2 separate regions of the Sus scrofa genome follow, and region 1 is linked to region 2. A link is a contact called in public promoter capture Hi-C data. All regions are on one chromosome and are shown on one strand. Each heading gives the region's core, a stretch centred on a gene start, on an enhancer-like site or on the middle of the called end of the contact. The rest is flanking DNA. Distances are from core to core; before and after follow the strand shown. Region 1 holds the start of APOC3 (apolipoprotein C3). Region 2 holds the start of ZPR1 (zinc finger protein ZPR1).

Region 1 (2,700 bases), core at 152-2,651, 34 kb before region 2:
TCCAGTAGTCCTTCAGAGAGCTGATACTGTCGGTTACCCAGCCCCTGGGGGGTCAAATCAGTGAGCGGAGCACAAAGGGTGGGGTGAGAGCTGGTCCCTGGGCAGTGCCTATCATATCCCCACTGCCTCTCCCCTTACGCTCTCATCAACACCCGGAGGCCTCAGGCAGGAACCCCCTACAGCGGCCACCCAGGACGAGAGGCCAAAAGTGGTGATGGGACCACCAGCAAGTGTAACCCGTTGTTTTTCCAGGTGGAGGCAGACCTTTGTGCCACCACAGGTCTGGGGCAAGCGGGACAGGAGTGATTGGTGGGGAGACGTGTAAGGGCAGGACTGTCATTCTAGTCTAGGTACAGGACGCCCCCTAGGGTTGTACATCCTGGTGGCTCCGAGGGGAGTGAGGCAGAGAGAAGCAGTCTCTTTTTGGGGAAGATATCAGAGGATGGATTAGCTGCAGGAGCTGGGGCAGGTCACTTGGTTACGTGAGCCTTGGATTTCTCATCTGCAAAATGGGGGGAGTAATACCCAGTCCTCGTTGCACAGCTGCTTCTGGGGACTGAGAACCGCTGTGGATGCCTCTGCCATGGAAGCGCCGGCCAAGGCGGGTGGTGTGGAGGTGGGACGGGGCTTGGGGAGAGGAGGGGGCTCGCAGGCTGGCGGCGAGGGGTGGGACGGGAAGGGCCGAATCTGCTCACATGGGCCCAGGGCTTGGAACAGGTAGACGCAGACGCAGACACACACACCCACCCACACCCCACCCCCCCGACACGGCTGAAACTGGGTCCTGTGGGTCCCCCAAGCCAGAGCTCCAGCCGGACAATCAGAAAAGGAAACGAAGTGCGGGCTGAGTGGCCGTCCTCAGAGCCAGGCGGGGCGCAGAGGGAGAAAGGAGGGAGACAGAGGGGGAAGAGGAGATAAAGGCCCCCCTCCGCCATCCCTCCCTGTGAGGGAGCCTGTTTACAGACAGAACGGAGGCTCAGAGAGGCACAGGTCCTGGGTGGGCAGGCGGGAGCCCCCGCCCGCCGCCCAGGCTCCCCCGAGTCAAGGGCAGGGGAGGAAGGGCCTACCTGGCCTGCTGGGCCACCTCGGACTCCTTCACGCTGGTTAGCGCGTCCTGGGCAGTCCTGGTGGCCTGCTTCACATAGTCCTGCATTTTGTCCAGAAGGGAGGTGTCCTCGGCCTCGATAGCCTCTGTGAGGACAAGGGGGCAGAGTGGGGCAGATCAGCCTCTAGGGGACCCCTGGGGACCCGCCAGGGCCCGGCATCCCCAAGCCACCTCCCAAGGGTCCTGCAGACAGACAGCTGCCCCCTCGCCGCCCCCAGCCCTGACCCCACCAGCTGCTTACGGGCACAGGCCAGGAGCACCAGGAGACCAGCGACAAGAAGGACCCGGGGCTGCATGGCGCCTTTGTTCCTGCGGGGAAGGCTCCTGTGAGGGGTGCCCCAAGTCCCCCCACCACCTCTGGGCCCTCCCTGGGGAGGCCCAGTGGCCCCTAAGGTGGGACCTGAGCTGGATCAGGCCAGGAAGAGAAAGGGCCTGTTCCCGAACTAATGTGGGTGAAGCGAAGGGCTTTCAGATGGGGGATTTGCAAGGACCCAGGCCGGAGACGAAGGGTGGCATGGAGCAGAAAACCCACCAGACCAGGAATCAAGACGGCTGGTTTCAGGCTGGGTTTCTGCCACTAACATGCCACGTGACCTTGGGTGGCTTTCTGCCTCCTCTAGGCCTCAGTTTTTCTGCCTGGGGTGGGACGGGGGTGTCTACGGCTTCTTTCAGTCCTAAACAGGCAGAATGCACAGGAAACGGAGCCAGTTCCAGCCCCAGCTCAGCTACCGCGCTCTACGGATTTGGGCAGGTGACCTTCCCCACGGGCCTCCGTTTCCCTAGATGCCTTTGTAGGGAACACTCACCAAGCGGTGAGGCTTCCTTGCTTCTAGCAAGCCCTTCTCCAGGCTTCGCTGCTGGGCGGGGCAGCGACCCCAGCCTGCCCCTCTCCAACCTACTCCCCCTCGCCTCCCCCCCTACTCCCAGGGGCCGTTACCTGGAGCAGCTGCTTCTTGGGATGAACTGAGTAGACAGACAAGCAGGTTCTGACCTGCTTTATATTGTCCCCAGGGCAGCAGGCAGTGAGGGCCCAGTGAGCTGGGCAAAGGTCACCTGCTGATCAATCTAGGTCAAGGCCTGAGGCAGGGTAACCAGAGGCAGCCAGGTCTGCTGGGTGTTGGGAAATCTCTAGAAAGCTGCAGGTGCCCATGCTGCTCTCCTGTCAATGCTGCAGCCTAGCGGGCTCAGGGCTTGGGGGTGGGTGGGCCTGGAGAGACCCCATTCCTTCTGGGCAGCCTGGCTCCCCAGGGATTGGGGGACAAGCCAGGGGCTTCTGGGACCACCTCAGCCCTTCCCACGTGGGTGCCAGGCCCTTCCCACCCAACCCCAAGCCCTGTTAGCAGCCTAGAAGAAGGGGTGAGAGCGTGATTGGCTTCTTTGGACTTGGGAACAACACAGTGGCTTGGGATGAGGTGTCTAGGGCGAAGTCGCAGATGATCTAGGGGCAGAGGCTTGTGGGAGAGGGGTGCCACGGCAGGCGCACACGGCCCCCTCCCCAGCATCTCCATCTCTGGGTGCAGCTCACCCAAATAACTCTCTGAGCTGATCCCAAAGCAGGAGGTGGTGGGAGCAGGTCAAAGGCCGCTCTGAGTCCC
Region 2 (2,700 bases), core at 185-2,684:
TCCAGACCGATGGCCCGTTTGTCTCCTTCCCCAGGAGACTGAAAGACAGCCTTGAGCAAAACCTCAACAATATGGACAAGTTCCTGGAAAAGCTGGGTCCCCTGAATGGGCTCCCACAAGACCCAGTGGGCATGCGGCAGCAGCTGCAGAAGGAGCTGGAGGAGGTGAGGAAGCGCCTGGAGCCCTACATGACGGAGATGCATGAGCGCGTGAGCTGGAATCTGGAGGGCTTGCGGCAGCAGCTGCAGCCCTACACGACAGAGCTGATGGAGCAGGTGGCCCTGCGTGTGCAGGACCTGCAGGAGCAGCTGCGCGTGGTCGGAGAGGACACCAAGGCCCAGCTGCTGGGGGGTGTGGAGGAGGCGCGGGGCCTGCTGCAGGAGCTGCAGAACCGCGTGGTGCACCACACCAGCCGCGTCAAGGCGCTCTTCCACCCCTATGCCGAGCGCCTGGTGACCGGCATTGGGCACCACGTGCAGGAGCTGCACCGCAGCGTGGCACCACATGCCGCTGCCAGCCCCGCGCGCCTCAGCCGCTGCGTGCAGATGCTCTCGCACAAGCTCACGCTGAAGGCCAAGGCCCTGCACGCGCACATTCAGAAAAACTTGGACCAGCTGCGTGAGGAGCTCAGCACCTTTGCCAGCACCTTTGCGGATGGTGCGGAGGAAGAGGCCCAACCTGACCCCCAGGCGCTGTCTCAGGAGGTGCGCCAGCGACTCCAGGCTTTCCGCCACGACACCTTCCTGCAGATCGCCGCCTTCACCCGCGCCATTGACCAAGAGACCGAGCAGGTCCAGCAGCAGCTAGCGCCGCCTCCTCCAGGCCACAGCTCGTTTGCTCCAGAGTTCCTTCAAGCAGACCGAAGCAAGGCCCTGAGCGAGCTGCAGGCCCGTCTCGACGATTTGTGGGAAGACATCAACTACAGCCTTCACGACCGTGGGCTCGACCATCTGGGGGAGCCCTAAGGGTCTACTTTGCCCACATCCCAGAGCCTTGTTTGGGGAGTCCACAACCCAAGCATGGCTCAGTCCTTGCCAGTGGCCTGTTGGGCAGAGGGTGGAGGGTTCTGCACAGGCCAGCTGAAGCCACCAAATGGGCGTTGTTCTACGCTATCCAGCCTCCTGCACTTCCCCCTTCCAGATGCATTACACTCACCAGCCTTTGCAAACCCGGCTCCCGGTGCTCATTTGGGAATCCTCCTGAGTCGCTCCGTTCTGGGTGGTGGGACTGGGGAGGGAAAGAGGCATTGTTTGTGCAGGTAATTACCTGGTGCAAGCCTGTTGCCATGGTGCTGGAAGCCTGTGCCTCTTCATCCCTGGGCCTGGCTCTGATCACTACTGGCCACCTGGTGGCCACTGCTAGAGCTGGTCCACAGGGAGCGGCTCTTTTCTCCCCAGGGCTGCTGCCATGACAGCTTCTGTTGGGGGAAGAGAAGGGAAGAAGGAAGAAACTGTGATGGAGAGAACATGTGAAGTGTGTGTGTGTATAAATATCCCTGTTGGCCGATGCTGGTGAAAACAAATGGTATGGGTTGTGATGGGAGGGACTGGAGCCTGGATTTCCTTATATAACACTACATCTAAAGAGCTGACCTAGTTCTTCTCTTTTGGTGAAGTGGGTTAAGGATCCAGTGTTGTCATTGCAGTAGTTTGGGTTGCTGCTGTGGCTTGGGTTTGATCTCTAGTCCAGGAACTTCTACATGCCACAGGGGCATGGGAAAAAAAATAAATAAATAAACAGCTGACCTAGCCCTTCAGACTGTGGGGGCTTCTTAAACTCTCTGGGGAGCCTCCTGTGTGTCCTCCCCATCACTGACCCCTCTCTCCTGACTCCCAGACTGAAGTCTAGACTTCTGACACAATTGCAATAGATGCCTATGATGGAAGCTTATTTATCTGGTGTGACTCTCATTTGGACTATGTCTGAGAGCAGTGGCCTCACCACCATCCCCAAAGCACAACCATCACTGCCCTCCAATCCCTCGTTGCACTTTCTCATTGACATCCCCCCCCTCCCGTCCCGCCTCCCAGTCCAGGTCCGTCAGAGCGTGTTCCTCTGGCTGAGCTGACAGCTGTCTGTCATGCCTGGGGTGTGCCTGAGTTAGAGACCCTTCCCCTACACCTGCATTGTTCACCCACCTGCTTACCAAAGGATGGTGCGCATGGGGTGCAGGCTCCTGAGGTGGCTGGTCTTTGTCCCTGCTGTTCCAGATTTTGCACGCCTCTTTTTATGACTGACACTCTTGTTATGACTGACCCTCTTGGGATCCCAAATTTAACTCCCCATCCCCCATATACAGATTCACTTGGGGGCAACCAAGCTCCTTATACATCCATGGGAAGTCTGAATTAATAAGAGTGGGTGAAGTGAAGGGAAGAGGAAAGGGTAAGCACATCCAGTCTAGTACTTTTGGAACTTCCCATGCAGCATTATTTTCTTCTGGTTCAGCCCACTCCACACAGAGTTTGCCGTATGGCCACACTCCCTTATAGCTCAGACCCCCCCTGGATCTGGCTTCGTCCTGCCTGCAAGACTGGACCTCTCCCCTGACACCCTAGATTGAGCAACAGAACTGGGAGAGAGGTAAGGGAGAGGAGGGGCTGGAAAGGAAAGTTTACCCCCTAAAAGAGGTGTTTTTGTTGTTGTTTGTTAGGAAACCATGAGTCAGTTGTGAGTCAGTTGGGGTCGGATGTGCTGGCA

What was found. Promoter capture Hi-C pulls out the DNA fragments that hold promoters and counts their contacts.
Region 1: a promoter capture Hi-C map of liver shows a contact between it and region 2, with 2.9 times the contacts expected there. The contact joins the promoter of APOC3 here to the promoter of ZPR1 in region 2. A contact is called at or near these places in 3 of 5 promoter capture datasets (fetal skeletal muscle and liver), 9 of 47 Hi-C or Micro-C datasets (embryonic fibroblasts, heart right ventricle, liver and 2 more) and 1 of 2 datasets of contacts at active chromatin or transcription factors (skeletal muscle).

Annotation. Positions count from the first base shown.
Region 1 is chr9:44,210,603-44,213,302 of Sscrofa11.1, reverse strand. It overlaps APOC3 (apolipoprotein C3), which reads right to left and starts at 1,401. Exons shown (of 3, transcript NM_001002801.1): 1 at 1,347-1,401; 2 at 1,068-1,191; 3 at 1-44. The coding sequence starts at 1,401.
Region 2 is chr9:44,176,871-44,179,570 of Sscrofa11.1, reverse strand. It overlaps ZPR1 (zinc finger protein ZPR1), which reads left to right and starts at 1,434. Exons shown (of 16, transcript XM_003129875.4): 1 at 1,434-1,524; 2 at 2,449-2,583. APOA5 (apolipoprotein A5) reads left to right here. Exons shown (of 3, transcript NM_001159308.1): 3 at 35-1,737. The coding sequence ends at 965.